Regions from separate parts of the Oryctolagus cuniculus genome. Here region 1 is linked to region 2. The links are chromatin contacts, called in public Hi-C maps. All regions are on one chromosome and are shown on one strand. Each heading gives the region's core, a stretch centred on a gene start, on an enhancer-like site or on the middle of the called end of the contact. The rest is flanking DNA. Distances are from core to core; before and after follow the strand shown.

Region 1 (4,517 bases), core at 517-3,016, 160 kb before region 2:
CTCTCTTCCCTCCAGCTGCAGCCACGGGAATGATCGTAAGCAGCAGCTGGAGTCACAGTGCACCTGTCCTGAAACCCACCATGACCTTCCAGGGCCTGGGGTTGCTGCCCGTCTCCTCTTTGGTGGGAACGGACGGCTCCTTCAAGACTGTAACCCTCTGGTCGGTGTTTGGCACGGCAGTTCTTGGGATGCTTGCACCCCCAGATTGCAGTAGCTGGGTTCAAGTCCGATCCAGCCTCCTGCTAATGCACATCCTGGGGAGGCAGCAGGCGATGGCTTATGTGCTTGGGTTCCCTGCCACCCACTTGTGAGACCTGGATGGTTCCCAGCTCCTGGCTTTTAACCTGGCCCACCCGGCAACTGCAGGCATTTGGGGAGTGAGCCAGTGGATGGGAGATTCGTTCTCTTTATCAAAGACGTGATTTACACACACACACACACACACACACACACACACACAGCTGGCGCTGTGGCACAGTGGGTTAAAGACCTAGCCTGAAGCGCTGGCCTCCCATATGGGCGCCGGTTCTAGTCCCGGCTGTCCACTTCTGATCCAGTCCCCTGCTATGGCCTGGGAAAGCAGTAGAAGATGGCCCCAGTCCTTGGGTCCCTGCACCCGCGTGGGAGACCCGGAAGAAGCTCCTGGTTTCAGATCAGCACAGCTCCGGCCATTGCGGCCATCTGGGGAATGAACAAGCAGATGGAAGACCTCTCTCTCTGTCTCTACCTCTCTCTGTAATTCTTTCAAATAAAAGAAAAAATTAAAAAAAATTACAGGACACTCAATTTTGAATTTCAGCTAGTTTTAACAAAAAGGATTGTAGCCCTGTTCCCTGGGGCCTCTGGGCTCGCCCAGCCTCAGGTGTTGGATGAGTCACCCCTTGGTCTGACTCTATCCCACACCCCAAGATTCTGCCTCAGATACCTCATCTCTCAGGTCCTACAACACAGCCCCTCTGTCCCCACCTCAGAGATTACCACATAGCACAGTACATGCCAGACCTTGAGAAAGACCCACTCACTCCCTCCAGGTGCACCCCTTAACCTCTCCCCATGTAACCCAGAGTGTAGGACCTGGGCAAGGAGGCAGGCGGGGCCGCGGGACCTCCGGGAGCACTCTGCACTTCCCTGAGCCTGTTTCTCACAGGATGCCCCCGACAGCTTATCCTACAACACTGACTCAGAGCCGCTGGACCCCCACAGCGGTGACCCCAAACCCGCGAGAATCTGAGCCAGCTCTCGCTGACCTAGACTGAACTTTCCTCATTGTACCACTAAATTCTTTGGCTAAGGGGAGAGTTTGCTGCCATTTTCCGAGCAGATAAGGTTGAAGGCGTATGTTGCTTACATATAAGGGCAAGAAGGGACCCCCGCCCCTTCCTCTTTTGCTACATCCTGACCCAGGCTATAAAAGCCTTGGCAAACTATTTCTCAGGGAGGCAGGTTTTTAGGGACTTAGACCTTCCCGCACAGGAGTAAAGCTTCCCTTTGTGCAGCTCTGGCTTGAGGCTGATGAATTGGTGACACCTCAAGCAAACAGAACCCGCAAGTCCAGTAACACCTACCCAACCAAGAGCCCAAGAGGCCACTGGTCGGAGCAGTGTCACGCGCAAGCGCAAGGGAAGCCCAGTGGGGAGCCCGCCTGCGCAAAGGGAAAAGTAAGACTACGACTCCCAGAATCCTCTTAATCAGAACTCCATTTCCCAGAAGGCTCTGCGTCCCCAACCCGGAACTGACTGCATATTCGAAAGCGGAGGGTGGGAAGAACCAAGCAAGCAGTAGAGACAGGTTCTGAAGAGGTAGAAATGGCTCCTGGTTTCACGGAGTGTCTGCCTCCAGGGGTCGTTCGTGAGTCAGAGAAACGTGGAAACGCGCTTCGCTGGGAGCTGTGTGGGCTGTGTCCTGTGCCCCTGCAAGGCCAGCCTCAGCCTTACGCTCTCTCTGTCCGCTCCGACTTTGTTCGCGGCAGGGGGCTGCTCTCCTGCCCACCTCCGGGGTCTCCAGCCTGTGGTCTTGGGCCCCCAGTTATTTCCACTGTGCATTGCCTGCGTGTGAGGTCCCCAGCTCTGCCGCTGCTTGCGAGGCCACCGGAGGCGAGGCCGTGGGCACTGAGACAACCGAGGACAGTAGCTCGGTGGGAAATCTCGGGGGCTGTCAGAACATTTCTAGGGAGAATTTTCCTGTTTTCCCAGGATGCCTGGATGCTGGAACTCAGCAGCCTGCTCTTCAGATTCTCCCCTCCCAACCTGAACACTCAGGCTCCGGCCAGTGCTGTCCGGGCCGCAGAGCCTATTTCTATCTTTCCCCTCAGGGGCCGGTCAGAGCACCTTGCAAGAACAGGGAGCAACCTGTGGGATTGGAATTGAGATAGGGAGTCTGGTGTGGCTGCAGGAAAAGGTAAAAATGGGAGGGCAGGACTGGACTAAAGTTACTGGGGGTGAAGTGGAGGAGTTGAGGTGCAAGGGCGGGAAGGAATGGGGCCACTTGGCACTGAGCAGTGTATCCCAAAAAGAAGCAGCAGATGTATCACTAAGGCAGGTGAACACATTTTTCAGGGCTGTGTGTTTTAATAAGAAATACAACCTATAAGCAATTTAGTTTTGTTGTAAACATTTTAAGTGAACTACACACGCCACAACTGCTCCCAGTATTCTAGAACATCCCCCAAACTGGTTGGAGGAATTGCCATAGAATCCTCAGAACTGGATCCGCTGGCTGTTTACCAACACTGGCATGGGGAGAGAAAGCAGGCGTTTATTTGTGGTGCACACAGTAAGCAGCCAGGCAGCTTTCCTCCTTTCCTAGACCTCCGAGGGATAAAGGCAGTGAATTTTACAGATTAAGGTGGAGGTGAGCGTGCTTGTTCAGCCTGTGTGGGGCCTCTTGTTGGTCCTCGATGCTTGTGGCCTGCCTTTGATTAATCAGTGACAGGGGACCACGTGTTTCCTTTTGTGATGGCGGAGGTGGACCTCGGATCTGTGGGACTGGATATTACTTTGTTTGATCAGGACCTGAGAGAACCTGCTAAGCTTCCAGAATAGAGGCTGGCCTTGACACTGTAGCTAGAGGGGCATCTGAGTTTTTGTGATTCAGGGTCTTGGTCTGGCCTTACCCTGTGCCACTCCCTTAATTTAATGAGTTAATCTTTAGCGAGGAGTTGACTTACAATCATCAAAGGGAAACCAGGGCAACTGCAAGGTGCAGCAGAGCTTCTGGGGCCTGATAAAGTCTACACCGGAGGCACCAGGAGTAGGGGCTAGGCTCTTCTAGGAAGGCACCGCCCCTGGACATTCAGTGTCTTATAAGACAGGTGCACCAAGTGCAGCCTTCCTAGGGGTTCCTGGCACTGCTCCCATGTTGCTCCATGTTCCCACTTTCCCACCTGAGTGGGCCTCGGGGAAATGAGAGTCTGCAAGGCCCTAACTGTTTTCACAGTAATACAGTTATTTGCATTGTCACTGTATTGTCATTTAAAATAGTGTGTTAAACTACTGACACCTTGGCAGGAATTGGTGCAGTGGTACTAGACTATATTTGCAGTTACTGTATTTTTCACCAGTATACTTTTGGAAGTGGGGGTGGGGGGAAGAAAGCCAGTGTCACTTAAGAATGTCCTTGGAAGAAGAAGGGGCGATAGTGATCGCTGCATCAACTGTAGCCCATGTGCTGCCGCACCCCATCGCCCAACGCCTGTGTCCCACCACCACCATGCCCAAGAGAAAGGCTGAAGCGGATGCTGAAGGAGATCAGGCCCAAGTGAAGCCCGAACCCCAGAGAAGATCTGCACTGCTGTCTGATCTGCTGCTCCGAAGCAAGAGCCCAAGCCTAAAAGGGCTCCGCAAAAAAGGGAGAGAAGGAACCCGAAGGGAAAAAGGGAAAAGCCAGTGTCGGCAAGGTTGTGAAGAACCCTGCAGAAAGTGGAGACGCCAGAAACAGACCAGGCACAGAAAGCTGGCAGTGCTGGGGACGCCAAGGGACACGTGTGTTTTTGATAACTGCACTTCTGGTAACTGTACAGTTTGCTATTTTTTTAAATCAAGTTTTATAAAAATGCAGAATTTTGTTTTACTTTTTTTTTCTTTTTAAGCTCTGTTGTTGGCACACAGAACACTTCATTGTTGTTTTGGGGGAAGGGGCATAGGTCACTAACAGAATTTCTCTGAGGCTGGATTGATGTGGGGGAAAACATCTTCCCCTTCCAGTTTCGAGAGACTTCTTGGCTCCCAGGAGGAGGGATTCCATGCCGTTGACACATAGCCACCATGGCATACAACCTTGTGTGGACAAGCGAAATTTGATTTTATTCCTCTTCCTCCTCCTTGTCTGCCTTCAGCATAGACTTAACTCCCTTAAACCCAGAAACTTGTTGGAACCTGACCCCCAGAATGTGTCAACCAGCATGACAGGCAATCTGGACTCCACAGTGACGCACTGAGACGGTGTCCCTCAACAGAGCAACGCTTCCTCTGCTAGATCGTGGATCTTCAGGTTGATTATTCTGCTATTTTCATCTCATT
Region 2 (4,506 bases), core at 1,373-3,872:
TCTTCCAGGTGTCAGGTGGTAAATGAGCTGTGACAGTCTTCATCCCCATCCACCTCCCGCACTCCTAAAACGTGTTCACGTTAACGGACACACGTGAAAATGCTTCACAGTGTAACTGAAAATACGTGTATACAGAGTAACCTGAAACAGAACACTCACGCATCCTCTAGAACTACTTGTCCGCCACACAGACCTTGTAAAATACATATATACGTCACGGTAACTTTTACCTGTCCATAGTCCCTGTAGAAAATCACCGTGAGCAATAGATCTGCAGCGAATGAGGGCTGACATGGAAATCAGCAGAGAGCATTTTGATCACAACTTAAGAGCATGCGTGTGCCACTCACTGGGAGCCGTGGCTGAGCTGTTAGTAGAACTGATGCCCTGAAGTCACAGAAGACACAGGTCATCACGCCTTATCTACGAGCGAAAGCCCTCCCGGAGCATCCCTGTGCGTCCCTGGGCCGTGTGTCACTTTGCAGTGGCCTCACTCGGAGAATGAAGAAGGCGCCCGTTCTTCTGAAACCCTCTGCAGTCTTCCAGCCATCCTGAGGCCATGGGCCCGGGGCTCTGTTCCAGACGGACTTAACAGTTCAAGTCAAACTCCACGAAAGGAGCATCCTGGAGATTTAGCGCCAGGCACACGTGCGGTACTTGCAAGTGACAGAACGCCTGAGCCCTACAGTTGCTCGCCTGCTTGGAGACGATGCAGCTGCCAAGTCCATCCTAATAGAAAGCAAAAGGACAGCCAGCACCCCCACACAACCCCACCTATTAATGGCTTGAATGCGCAAGAGGGAGTAATGACCTCCTTTGCTCAAACAGTACCTTGTTTTGCAGGGTGGGGAGGGAGGCCGGGGTCCTGTCGGTTACTTCTGTCGCTCAGAAATGCACCCACAAAGCCCATTGTTTTGTCTTCATATGTGCAGGCCTCTGGCCCCCTCGATGAAAACCTTCTTGAGTTTTTCATTGTTCTTTCTCACAAACCCACACCATCAACATTGCCCTCAGTCCATTTGCCCTGCAGGATATTCCATCCTGTGGGCCAGGTTCCTGGAAAGCTGGAACTCATGATTCTTGTTTTTCAACACCGCCAGAACAGGAGGAAGAGAGCAGACGTTGCTACTGTGTGATCACCGGTAGGAGCAGAATTCGGAATCCAGCGTAAGGGTGACGTGCAGCCATGCTTGTTCATTGGATTTGATAGCTGGGAAGCCCAGGTCATCCGAAGTTGGAAGATTATCCTCATGAAGAGGTAGCTCAAGAGACTCCAGTTTCTGTCTACAAGCATTGTGATGCCTCCACGAAGAAGACTTAGTATGGATTTGAGTGGGCAAGAATGCATCTGAACACCCAGAAGAGTACATGGTTAAGCTTGACCTTTTTATACTCTAGTACTTTGCCGTTAAGTAACCCCGGTATTGTATCTGCATTTATCTTTTGTTCATCTAGTTTCACTTACATACAGTATTATATAGTAGAGGAAAGTGGGAAAATGCAAGTGAATTTAACTTTATTTTATACATTGTATATATTGTATACCTGCACCATCCGTTTGGGTTTTGTTAAAGAGATAGTCGCAAAGGGCTTATGAAAATCATTTTTGAATTGATAACTAGAATATTGAATAAGCAGTCCAATATTAAACTAATTTGTTTAATCTCAGTTAGGGTTATGAATCAAGGAAAATTACTGTGTATGTTAGTCATTCTGATCTAACTCCAAATATGAAATATGACACTGTAGTGATGTCTCTCGGCCCTTACATGTGGACATTTTTTAAGTGGACTTGTATGCTGATAATTCTAGACCAAAGTAAATATGGCAGAATATTTATACATGAAAAAAAATAATTTTGCAAATATTTTCTATAATTGTACTATTCGTTTAAAATGTTGATGGCTTGTGTTAGTTTCAGGGAGGGGTGTATATTTTGATAAAAAAATACTTGACTTTGTAATTCTGTATATTCTATACAATTTATAGCAGAGCCGTTTTAAAACAGCCTTGTCCCATTTTTTGTTAATTGTGAAAATTTTATGATGAGTGATGTTGAAGTCTGCATCGAGTACATAATGACCAACTAGAATTAAGTCAGTGTAAACAGTGGACGTACTGTATGCCGTACAAGATATATTGTAATTGCTGTTTTAGCATCTGTATTTTGGTTAGAAGATATTATTAAATGCAGATGTTAAGGGTTGGAAAAGTCTAATTTTATTTTTAGAAATAATGAATATAAATTTGTTTTTGCTTGATTAAAATAGCTTATTCCTACACCAAGTCTCGTTTTAGATGTTTTGATGTTAATTCTGTGCAGCCGTTCCATCCGCGTGAGTCAGCTTTGTGTCACATGTGGTTCCATATTTCTCTGTTTCCTTACTTGTCTACATTGCCTGGGACCTTCTCACGTGCTTCGGACTCAAATGAATTACACCATTAAAACAAAACAAACAGACCTAAGAGGGAGTGGAGGCTTTTGGATAACTGAGTGTTTGAGACAGACCTGATCTTCAGAGGATGCATCCGCGGGAAGTACTCTCTGGGGATATGCTGCTGCCGTCCTCGGAAAGCAGACTGCCTTGGCTGGGGTCCAGGCGTTTGGTAACATCTTCCCATGGGCCATTCGTTAACGACCTCCACCCCGGAAGTAGAGCTGACTGTCCGCCTTTCATTAGGGACTCCGGGAAGGTCCCAGAACCACACGGAGCTGGGGGTTCCAGCCCAGGTCTGCCCGACTCCAAAGCCCGTGTCTCTGCTCCTTCTCTGCACTTAGGGAACGCTGCCGCGTGACAGAGTCGTGGGGTTGTGGGCCGTGGCTGTCACAGAGACTCCTGCATCCCTGCGGGATCCCTGTTCGCTTCAGCTTCTCCCAACTTGGGCCCGTTACGTTTCAGGATATTGCCCTATCAAAGCATTTTTGACAGTTGTCCACTTTGGTTTTTAGAATATGGAGTGAAATTGTAGTGCTAGTCTAAGCTAGTGGTTTCTCACATAAAAATAAAGCTGTCCCATTGTCACCAAGCTCCTAACCTCAGCTTGCAAATGCAGAAATGCAGTCACAGCGAGTGAAAGGTTGGGGGGCCCGGGGGGGCCCAGGCAGCACAGCCATGAGAGAGCCCTGCCACTTGGCGGAAGCATCAGTTCTGTATTGGTAGGGCAATCCAAACCAGATTCTCCAAATATTTGGAAGCTGTTGCCTGCTAAAACTGATTTTGTTGTCTAGCAAAACAGCATTTGATATTGGAAGAATTTGTAAGAGTTGAGGAAGTTACTGGATTAAAAGCAAAACACTCACTGAGGCAGTCCTGTTTGTGTTTGTTGTTGTTAGTGAGCCTGAGTAGTTTGTTTACACAGACATTCGGCTTATAGATAAGGTGCTTCCTGGGATCCCAGGCCTTCCCTAGAGCTGCTTGGCTTCAGGCTACTTCTGTCCAGCTTCAAGCTTGAGACAGGAAAGGCAGGCAGGAGGGGGAGGGGCTGCCAACGACTGTGCAGCCGAGCCTGTGGGATTCTTGACTCAGCCACCGTCCCCCACCAGCCCCTTCCCCTCACCGCCGTAGTGAAACTCAGCATAGCCAGAGAGGGGGATGTCCCTGGAAGCTGTCATCTGTCGGGTTTTTATATATATATATATATATATATATATATATATATTTTTTTTTTTTTTGACAGACTGTGAGAGAGAGAGAAAGGTCTTCCTTCCATTGGTTCACTCCCCAAATGGCCGCTATGGCCAGCGCTGTGCCCATCCAAAGCCAGGAGCCAGGTGCTTCCTCCTGGTCTCCCATGTGGGTGCAGGGCCCAAGGACTTGGGCCATCCTCCACTGCCTTCCCCGGGCCACAGCAGAGAGCTGGACTGGAAGAGGAGCAACCGGGACTAGAACCCGGCGCCCATATGGGATGCCGGTGCCACAGGCAGAGGATTAGCCAAGTGAGCCACCACACCGGCCCCGATTTTTTTTTGTAAATTTGAGTTACAGATCTTCCATCCACTGGCTCACTCAAATGGCCACAATGACTGCAGCTGGGCTGATCAGAAGCCAGGAGCCAGGAGACTTCTTCTGGGTCTCCTATGTGGGTACAGGGGCCCAAGCACTTGGGCCATCTACCATTTCTTTACCTAGGCCATAAGCAGAGAGCTGGATGGGAAATGGAGCATCTGGGGCTGGAAGGCTTAGCCTACTGCACCACAGCGCCGGCCCCATGCCTGCCTTTCTCAGGAAGGGGTGGTCAGCAAAGACAACTGCAGACGGATCCCAGGCCTCCCTCCGGCCGGTGGCTGCCTTGTGCACACAGGGGACTCACTGGGCGTCGGCTCATCTGTATGGTCTTCCCAGGGGTCTGTGAGTGGAAGTGCGGGCACAGCAGGCTGAAGGCAATCTCAGAATGGTTGTACCGGGTTGGGCTGTCCTGTGCTGACCAGACAGGGAAGGATTTGAACGTGCATTGGTGTGATTTTCTGAGGAAGGTCAGCCCTCGGTGACCCCATCAGGATGCATA

Evidence for each region. A called contact is a pair of places that touch in the nucleus more often than the background predicts.
Region 1: a Hi-C map of embryonic fibroblasts shows a contact between it and region 2, with 1.9 times the contacts expected there. The contact joins two enhancer-like sites. A contact is called at or near these places in 3 of 6 Hi-C or Micro-C datasets (embryonic fibroblasts, psoas muscle and skin fibroblasts).

What each region holds. Positions count from the first base shown.
Region 1 is chr4:140,574,225-140,578,741 of mOryCun1.1, reverse strand. It overlaps the pseudogene LOC127482692. Among named protein-coding and RNA genes, the nearest start is that of ZBTB38, 64 kb to the right of the region's middle. Within about 2 kb of position 1,766, at least 7 of the 8 cell types and tissues checked have an H3K27ac peak or open chromatin away from gene starts, as enhancers often do.
Region 2 is chr4:140,418,882-140,423,387 of mOryCun1.1, reverse strand. It overlaps ZBTB38 (zinc finger and BTB domain containing 38), which reads left to right. Exons shown (of 4, transcript XR_001794623.3): 4 at 1-2,286. Among named protein-coding and RNA genes, the nearest start is that of RASA2, 58 kb to the right of the region's middle. Within about 2 kb of position 2,622, at least 1 of the 8 cell types and tissues checked has an H3K27ac peak or open chromatin away from gene starts, as enhancers often do.